Linked DNA regions of Mus musculus: region 1 is linked to region 2. The links are chromatin contacts, called in public Micro-C maps. All regions are on one chromosome and are shown on one strand. Each heading gives the region's core, a stretch centred on a gene start, on an enhancer-like site or on the middle of the called end of the contact. The rest is flanking DNA. Distances are from core to core; before and after follow the strand shown. Region 1 holds the start of Ascc1 (activating signal cointegrator 1 complex subunit 1). Region 2 holds the start of Mcu (mitochondrial calcium uniporter).

What was found. A called contact is a pair of places that touch in the nucleus more often than the background predicts.
Region 1: a contact with region 2 is called in a Micro-C map of embryonic stem cells, with 4 times the contacts expected there. The contact joins the promoter of Ascc1 here to the promoter of Mcu in region 2. A contact is called at or near these places in 4 of 484 Hi-C or Micro-C datasets (B cells, CD4 T cells, embryonic stem cells and 1 more) and 2 of 9 other capture datasets (liver and pancreatic islet).

What each region holds. Positions count from the first base shown.
Region 1 is chr10:60,000,080-60,004,955 of GRCm38.p6, reverse strand. It overlaps Ascc1 (activating signal cointegrator 1 complex subunit 1), which reads right to left and starts at 2,151. Exons shown (of 11, transcript NM_026937.3): 1 at 2,049-2,151; 2 at 29-161. The coding sequence starts at 137. It overlaps Anapc16 (anaphase promoting complex subunit 16), which reads left to right and starts at 1,821. Exons shown (of 4, transcript NM_025514.3): 1 at 1,821-2,000.
Region 2 is chr10:59,614,141-59,618,943 of GRCm38.p6, reverse strand. It overlaps Mcu (mitochondrial calcium uniporter), which reads left to right and starts at 2,252. Exons shown (of 8, transcript NM_001033259.4): 1 at 2,252-2,420. The coding sequence starts at 2,274.

The DNA.
Region 1 (4,876 bases), core at 902-3,401, 390 kb before region 2:
TGGGACCTAAGAGACCCCCCAGGATTACCAGGATAGAAATCCTCGTCTTCTTCATGTTGGTACTGTTTCTCCTGGATGGGATTCTTTCTATAATTCCGTCCATCGAACGTTACAATCTGTGGGCGTAGAACATCCATGACAAATGACGTTCCAGGAAAGTCCTGAAAAAGAAAGTGCCCTTTTGTTTAATTTTTTTTTTTTTAATTAAACAATGAATACTTAGGTCACTAAGATGGCTCAACAGGTAAAGGCACTTGCTCCCAAGGCCGATGACCCACACGGCAGAAGGAAAAAGTTGACTCCTGCAGGTTGTCCTCTGGACTACACATGCAGCCAGGTAGCAAACGCACAGACAAAATATGGAAATAAACAAACAAATGTAATAAAAAATTAAGTTAAAAGAAACTCCATTATGTAGGCAAGTAGCATAGACTAAATAAATAAATGTAATAAAATTTTAAATTTAAAAAATTCTGCTAGCCGGGCGTGGTGGCGCACGCCTTTAATCCCAGCACTCTGGAGGCAGAGGCAGGTGGATTTCTGAGTTCGAGGCCAGCCTGGTCTGCAGAGTGAGTTCCAGGACAACCAGGGCTATACAGAGAAACCCTGTCTCAAAAAAACCAAAAAACAACAAAAACAAAAAACAAACAAAAAACAAAAAAACAAAAAAAAATTCTGCTGTGTAGGCAGGTAACATATGCACAGACTACATTCGTAAATAAATAAATGTAATAAGAAATTTAAATTAAAAACTCCATTATGTAGGCCTCAACTGGGCAGTTCACAGCACATCCTAAGCAAAAATAGTGTCGCTTTCCATGAGCTCACCAGTGTAAGTTCTTGTATAGGTGTCTGATTAACCTATAGGGGGTGAGGTCTTGCTAGCCACCTAAGTATGAGCAGAGTGCTTCATTCACCCTATCCAGTATGATATTTTATCGTATCCAGTTTGATAACGCATTGAGGAACCATCGGTACAATACCCGCGGAAGAGAGGTAAGCCGTTTTAAAGATGCTAGAAATAAATACCTTCCAATCAGATTTATTTCCCTATCACAGTACAATTAAAATATGACTTACTAACACAGTTCTCGGACCAACACAGTACTGAGAAGGAACAGTTTCCCGAGGCCACTGCCTCCAGAACACAACAAACGGCTTCACGCTTGAATCAATAATTCGGAATTAAAGGCTCCTGATAAACTACCCCATGTTCCCATCCCAGATGGCTGCGGCTACAAGTTCACGTACTTAACAAGTTCCACCAAAGAAGGCCTAACAATCCCTTCCAAATGAATGCTTGACCCAACCCTCAGTCAAGTCGCTAATCCGCAGCCACCTGCAGGACGCAAGAAGAGGGTTCGTGCTTTGAGAAAACAGAAAATCAACGTTGGCAGGGGGATGCAATTATTAACAGTCTTGTGCCGCGCCACCCTGGTGTGCTACTCCTTTAGCATCCCTTCCCACTTCAAAAACCACGTTCTGTCGAAAAGGAGCCTTTACAAAGTGTGAGCACTGAGCACGAAGCCACAGTGGTACCTTTCCTGAGCAGCTCCAGGCAGAGACTGCGCAGAAGGAGGAGAGCGGACTAGCCCTGGGTCATGGGTGTTTGAAGAGGGAAAAGTGGATATGCTTTCGTGCAATTCTCACATAAAAAGCAAACGCTGAACATCCTACGCTAGAGAGGCGGAGCAGACAGCACCAACGCAAGAAAACCAAAACTGCGGGGGACTGGGGCGGGGAAGGGGGCGGGGCAGCCACAGCGACCCGGAAGTGTTCTCGGAAAGCTCGGTCTGGCCCAGCCGGGCTCCGCCCCCTCCACGCATGCGCGCTAGCACCGCCCTCTAGCCCTCACCGCCGCAGGGACAGGCGCAGCACCGCCATCAAACTCCCACAGCTCAGGCGGGCGCGCGCACGCCGCCGTCTACGTCGTGGCGAGCGAGGCCGCACGGCTTCGTCCAAGGGGCGGGGCTGTCAGTCAAAGTGCACAAGCTGCTGAGGTAAGTGGCCGAGAACCTTCCAGACCTGATTCCCCCCTACGCTCCTACCTGCCAGGACTAACTGGGAGCGTAGGAAGAGACCCTGGAGGCTCGCCCGCGCCGGCCGTATGCAAAGGCAGCGTCATCCGACTGAGCATGCGTGGGGCGGGTTGGCGCCTGCGCCGTGGGCCGGCCGCAAGCCTTCCCTTCCTCCCCGAGTTGTTGGGTAGGAAGCGTACCTGGGTGGAGTTGGAGTAGCCAGGATTAGGGTGCTGGCTCCTCCCCTCTCCCGCGAGCTTCTTCATCCCACCTAGAAAGAGCTACCGCAGCTAGGTGCTGCGGGTGGTGATCCGTCTGTCTAGGTGGGACACCTAGTGATTTTTGTTAGTAGAACCCAACGGGTGTCATAATTAGCCACCTCACTTGGATCCCGATCGACATAAGCATCTGGTTTGTTCTGGGCTTTATTTTAAAGGAGGATCTCTTTTTTTGTTTTGTTTTGTTTTAAGACTATAAGCGGAAAGTTTATGAGTGCGAGGTCGTCCCTGTCGTACACAAAGTAAGTATTTAACCACGCCAGCCATATTGTGCCCCACAAACTATCATTCCGCTTCTTAGGAGCGTTTCCTCTGCTTGGCAGCAGCCACAGCTTCCCTGATAGGGCCAAGTTCCAGATAATCATCATTCAACAAAAGTTCACTGAGTGCCTCGTTATGAGGATGGTAGTCTCCTGAGCGACAGGGTTGAATACTCCATGCAGAAAGAGTCATGACTGGAACTGTCTCGGTCCCCTGCAGCCTCTACTGAGCTGATTGCTTTTGTCCTCGGTTTGTTTGTTTGTTTGTTTTGGTTGGTTGGTTGGTTTTGTGGGGTTTTTTTTTTTTTTTTTTTTTTTGGTTTTTTTGGTTTGGTTTGGTTTTTTTTGGTTTTTCGAGACAGGGTTTCTCTGTACAGCCCTGGCTGTACTGGAACTCACGCTGTAGACCAGGCTGGCCTCGAACTCAGAAATCTGCCTGTCTCTGCCTCCCAAGTGCTGGGATTAAAGGCGTGGGCCACCTCCGCCCGGCTGACCTCGTATTTATAAATCATTCATCCAGGAGCCACTGTGACAAGGGTTTTTATAAGATGCCTCCAGGGTACAAAGGTAGTTTGTTTTCTCCTTCCAACGACATGGGATCCTTTTCAGTGCCTCACACTTGGGTAAGCAAACACTCTAGCCACCTCACAATACATCCCCAGGCCCAGGCTTGAAGCTGGTGTCTGCTGTCTTCCTCCTTAGCCTTTCATAGCTTCCCTGAACCCAGAACATTCCCATTCCCCATAACCTAGCTAACAACATTGCTATGGGGAATCGCTTATCTTCTGCCTCCCAAGGGCTGGGTTTACAGGCAGCTACCACACCTGTGAGGCTTGTAAGTGACTTGAAGGGCTCCCCAACCCCTCCAGTGAAAACACTTACTCCATGTAGCTCTCCCCAGCCCCACTGCAAGATTCTTTATAAGATCATGAGGTGAATGTGCTGACTGAGAGTGTAGCCCAGCGCTAGGATGTGTGAAGTGCGTAACATCACACTGCCTGCCTCCCGAGCAGACCCTTCCCTCCCGGGAGCTTTACACGTAAGTGAAAAGCTGGATTGTGCATAGGGAAAAGTGTATGTGCCAGTGCACACCTGTAATTCCAACACTCGGTAAGCCAAGCCAGCGGGATCTGGGATTGCGGGCCAGGCCGGGCTGATTTGCTTGTCTCGGCTGTACTTATTTAACCCTCATAACTCTTCCTCGGGGTAGGCTCCACTGTTACTGACTCCAGCTTACAGGTGAGGCATCTAAGGGACAGAAAAGGCAACTGATTTGTCCAGTCTCGCAGCAGGCAGCAAAGCCAGGGTACACACCTAGGCAGGCACTTCTTTACCATCAGTGCTTGTTTGAAGATTTACTTAATGTAGGCGGGCAGTGGTGGTGCACGCCTTTAGCCTTTAATCCCAGCACTTGGGAGGCAGAGGCAGGCGGATTTCTTGAGTCGAGGCCAGCTTGGTCTACAGAGTGAGTTCCAGGACAGCCAGGGATATACAGAGAAACCCTGTCTCGAAAACAAACAAAAAAAGATTTACTTATTTTTACGTGTGTGTGTTGGGGGGGGGGGGGAGGGGTTGACCAAGGAGGTCAGAAATGGGCAGCATACCCCTCAGAGCTAGAGTTGTAGGTGGATGTGAGCCACCAAACACTGAGTGCTGGGACCCTACCTCCAGTCTTCTTCAAGAGCCACAAGCACCCTTCACCTCTGAGCCAGCTCGTCAGCCCCCCACAGTCAGTCCCTAACCACTGGGCTACCTTGCCCTCAGGCACAGCAGCACCTCAACAAGCCATTGCTTCAAAACTTAGGTGACCTTTAGGAAGTCAGGGGTTCCCATGGACTGTGTAAGCATTCTATGAACATACCTAAGTGAGAGGCTACTTAGAGTTACAGGGATCAGTCAGTCCCCAAGCTCAGCAGCTACAGGCTAGGGTTTGTTGTTCTCTTTACCCTTTAATGGTGGCATCCAAAACTAGAAACTGAGGTGTAGCTCAGAGTGGAACATGCTCTTAACAGGGCCCTGGCTTTCATCTCCAGCACCTGAAAGAAAAGAAACCCAAATAAACCTTAAGCAAAGCATTAGAGCCAGACATCCTACAGGTGTCTCTCCATCTCAGCAGAAAACGGCTTATTGAAAGTTAACCTTGCGCTGATTCTGATTCGGCACTGTTTTTCCACTCCAACTGTTTCCTGCATGGAGCTATAGTTCTGAGAATTGGGAAGAAAGTAAGATGAAAGGGAAGTCCTTTGATGAGTTTCAGCTTAGAATAGTCACTGTGGCTAGCCTTTGAAGCTGACTGGCAGTCGCTTGGGTGCTCTGTGGA
Region 2 (4,803 bases), core at 1,003-3,502:
GATCACAGGTGTATGCTACTGTGACTGGCCAGTACTGAATGTGGTTCTTTTTTCTAATGCCCAGGACTAAATCTCAGTAGTGCAGGGTAGACATTGGAAAAACAGAAGAACGGCAATTCTAGTGAGATTTCCCAAAGTGTAAAGCAGAGACAGAGATGGAACACTCTTGGCCAGGGCCTGGAGTTATCAAAGAAGAAGGAAGAGGAGGAGGAGGAGGAAGAGGAAGAGGAAGAGGAAGAGAGGAAGAAGAAGAAGAAGAAGAAGAAGAAGAAGAAGAAGAAGAAGAAGAAGAAGAAGAAGAAGAAGAAGAAGAAGAAAACAATCTAAAACCCAAAGGCGAGACAGAGAGAAGGGAATGTGCAGTATGGCTAAATACTTGAGATGCTGTGTTGGTAACTATAGATGGGTAAAAGGCAGTTGTGACTGAAGTTGTTCCAGCAATGCCAAGAATTCCAAATGGGGGCTTGTTGCATTCAGCTGTTGAGATGGAGCTCATTCCTCAGGTCCCAGGTTTCTCTTGTGGAACTTAAAGCTCTTTGGGGGTCACCAGGAGAAACCCACCATCTTACTTTTCTGGCCAAAGAATTAACTGAGAAGTTGGCCAAGGAAGCAAATTCTAGTCAAACTTTAAAGAATATTATTAGAACAAGTAATACAAATTTTAATTTTTAAAACTTCATGTAGGGTTATATAGCCTACAGTGATGTTTATTAGAATTTTTAAAAATCTAAACCTTCCCCCACTTGGATTTTAAAAAGGAGCTGAAAGAATTGAGTGGCTCTTAATAAGAAACAGCTCGGAAGTCTAAGAAAGTAGAGGAACTGCAGGTTTCCTTTGTTACACCACATTCAACGAACCATTGCTAGGAACTTAGTTTCTTGTGTAGTGGTTCTCAACCCTCCTAATGTTGTGACCCCTTAATACATTTCCTCATACTGTGGTGACCTTAAACCATAACACTGTTTTTGTTGCTATCTCATATCTGTAATTTTACCACTGCTTTGAATCATAATGTAAATACCTGTGTTTTAGGATAGCCTTGGGAAACTCTTGTGAAAAAAACTTTTGACGCAAAGGGTCGCGACCCATCGGTTGAGAAACCTTGTCCTGTGGCAAGTCGTGTTTTCAAGAGAAAGTTGAGTGAGGTCAGTCCAAGCCAGGCATGATGGTTCATGCTTGTGATCATAGCACTCAGGAGGCTGAGGCAGGACGATCATAAGTTCAAGGCTAGCCTCAGGATGTAGTATGACTTAATCTCAACAAAAATCCGAAGTACTACAACAAAACAACAACAACAACAAAAAGGGTAATTCTACGCTGGGTGTGATGGTCCATACCTATAACCCCCAGCACTGGGGATGGTGAGGTTGGAGGTGAGTTTGAGGTCATCCTGGGCTACATAGAGCATTGCCGGTCAGGCTGGGCAACATAATGACAGTCCCCCGTATCCCCGACCCCCCCGCAAAAAAAAGTTATTCTCAACTGTGTTCTACTTGCTATCTTAGCAAAATTATGAAACTTGGTTCATCTTTACATGGCTTTATTACATTGCTGGCGTCTTCTGTTTTTGTAGTTTATTTTAAAAGGGAGACCAAGGTCAAACATGGTAACGAACAGTGTTGCTTTTAGAGAGGAATGCGGATCTAAGGGTGCTGGGGAAAAGAATCAGATGTTTCAATTGTGTAGCGTTCTGTTCATTCAGCCCAATGGCAGGTACTCATCCTGGGAGTTTGAAGCTACAACCATTCTACCTAATACCATGCTACACAGCACTGCCATTGGATAACTTTACAATTCAGGGTTAGTCTCGGCACATCCAAATGCTATCTGTTATGGATGCTAACTTTAGACATGCGGTCGAGAGTTGTAGCCAACCTCCTTAAAATGACCAGTTGGGTGCTTAGGCAGACAACTTAGAACACTCAGAACTCAACTCGGAACAAGCTCTGCACAGGTATCTATTTCCCCTAGCTCTCTTATCAAGTCACTTGGTAAAGATTAGCCAAATCGAACGGGCAATCCCTTACTGCTCCATTCCCAGAGGCTCGAACGCCAGAGACCGGTCCCCTAGAATTTGCCCGTAAGGTAACTCTGGAAGTGACAGACAGCCCGAAGCCGGGATTCTCCCGCCTTTTGATTGGACTTTGCAGGAAGCCCCGCCTCAGAGGCTTGACTCAGGACTGCAATTGGCCTAGTGAGGCTGAGTGGCGGGTCTTGGCCACGCCCCTGCCGTCCGCTGCGCTGCCTGGGCCAGCGCCGTTTCCAGTTGAGAGATGGCGGCCGCCGCAGGTAGATCGCTCCTGCTGCTGCTCTGCTCCCGGGGCGGCGGCGGGGGCGCCGGCGGCTGCGGAGCGCTGACTGCCGGCTGCTTTCCCGGGCTGGGCGTCAGCCGCCACCGGCCGCACCAGCAGCACCGGACGGTGAGCGAGCGCGGCTCCGGGGAGGGCGGGGCGGCGTGGGGAGCCGCGGGCAGGCCGGGGCGCCCGGCGACTTCCCTCAACTCGCGGCCGCCCCGGGGTGGCGGGCCACCGAGCCGCCGTGTCCTTCAGCGCCTGCGGCGGCGGCGGAGAAGGCAGGGCGGGCGGGAGGCAGGAGAGGAGGAGGAGGGGCGACAGCAGGGATGTTCCCGCAGGACTGGGGACGCCAGGGCGGGGAAGGCACGGGACTTGAACCTCTCCCTGACCCGCCTCCGGGCTCGGTCCCTCCTTCCGTCGTTTCTGACAGCTTTGCTCCAATGCTCCCGAACTGAGCCCGGTGCAAGTTGTCCCCTTCTCACCTCCTCTGGGCGGGTTGGAGCGTCCGGAGTTGCCGCGGTTGCCGGTGTGTCAGGAGAGTGGCAGTGCCATGCTGCTGGGAACTGTCCCCGGAGAGCACCCCGGGACCCCAGGAGGCTGCTGCCTCGCCCTCTCCCGGCCCCCTAGGAACACGCAGGGAGGAAAATCAAACTTTATCCTTCTCTGATCAGGTCCCCTGCCTGTGCGTGTTCTGCTTCCTCGAGGTGGATGCTGCATTGCTTCAGGAGGCAAACACCATCCCCTCGGGTTCTTAAAGATCCCGGTGGTCCCTTCCGAGGGTTGTGCACGCGTGCCCAAAGGAAGGGCAGCAGGCACAAGAGAGGCGGCATGGCAAGTTGTTCACAGAGGGAGAGATTTAGTGATTCCATTAATCAGTTCTTGCCGGGTTTCATTGCTTGGCAAAGAAGGAATTCTGTCAGTAGCCCAGGGGCGTGTGTATGTGTAGTGTTGGCGGTATGGTACCTGAGCTTGGCATGGAGTTCTTGACCTAACAGGTCAGCAGGTTCCCTTCCTTTGGACTTTCGAGGCCCATATGTGTTGGTCTCTGGCCAACTCTTGAGAGAACAAGTGTAGGTTTAATTTCATAAGGTGAACTTGTGTAGTGTGATGAGAAGGCTCACTGCAGCTGGCCCAATAGAGAAGGTGCTGCCTTCAGCCCGTGCATCATGATCTGTCTTGTTCTGTTTCCCTGTCTCCTAAGAGGAAAGGACTAGAGCTTTGCAGAGAGGATAGCCCTAGACCTGTGGTAGCATAAAATTGTGGGAACGCACTATGAAAAGAACCGAGGCGCTGAGAATACAAGATAGTATTGCTATTATTAGTGGTAGTGATGGACCTGAGCTTCCTTCTTGTGAGAAGATTGTACTTTTTCATATTTGGCATACTGACATTGCTTTGCTAAAGCTTTTGGGTGAGAGCCGAGTTTTTCTATAGTTCAATTCTGATTTGCATGTATGATAGCCTCCAGTTATGTTCTCTGAAAGACATACAGGCCACCCCCAAAATGTGATGGCAGTCTTTTCCCTCTGAACTATTGGAAAATTTCCCGAGCTATCTTTGTTTTCCAATGAAGCATCCTCCGATTTTGCAGTTTGTTCTTAATACTGTTTGGGTGTGGTATTCAAGTGGTGTTTGAAAATGTGTGCCTCAGATGCACCGGTCTCTGTGTGTGTCTTCCTTGTAGAGCTACTTCAGACAATATTCTTCTGTGCTATTCTGGGGTGGGTAAAAGTGATGAACTGAATCTGTAACTGAAAGCACAATTAAAAATGAAGTGTTATTTTTGAAGGGCAGAAGTGTTGTCATGGAAATGGTGACTTGTAAATGAACTTAGGAGTCCAAGGTTTGAAAAGAGGTGAACGTGCTTGTTTCAACACGTAGAAGCAGATTCTGAATTTCTGTTCCAGTTGCTCTAAAGCCATCATGAAGGTACCCCCATCCGATTTTCTATGATTCTTCATGTGGCATTCCGTTTGAAAGATGCCTCTTACGGATTTAACTCTTGATATTTCAAGCCTGAAATTGAGGCCCAGAAAAGAGAAAGACTTGGCCAAGATTGCGCAGCTGAGAAGACTGCTGCCCTCTTGGTCTTCTTTTTATTGTATCCTAAACTACAGTTGCCTTTGTATCTCTCCCTTCTCTTATAAAATTAACCCTTTGTCTGCCAGGGAAGTCTTTGTGTTCCACAGTCTCCAGGAGTAGGAATCGCTAAGTGGATATGGTTTTGAGACACATGTGGTAGGAGACTATGGAATAAACCACTTGATCCTACCTGGGGAGGCACTGGGGCCAAGCGGACACATCCCGTGTGTGCAGCAGATGGCAGTCTGCATCGAACCCGATCACAAGCCCAGCTTGTGGCACTCCTATTCAGCAGTAGTAGGGACAGCAAATTGGAGCCAAGGGTCATAGCTAATAATAGCTGCTGCTGCTTCTTGGCTTGAGTCACATTTGTTTGTTTGTTTGTTTGTTTGGGACAGGGTCTCACTATATAGTGGAGGTCCAGTGG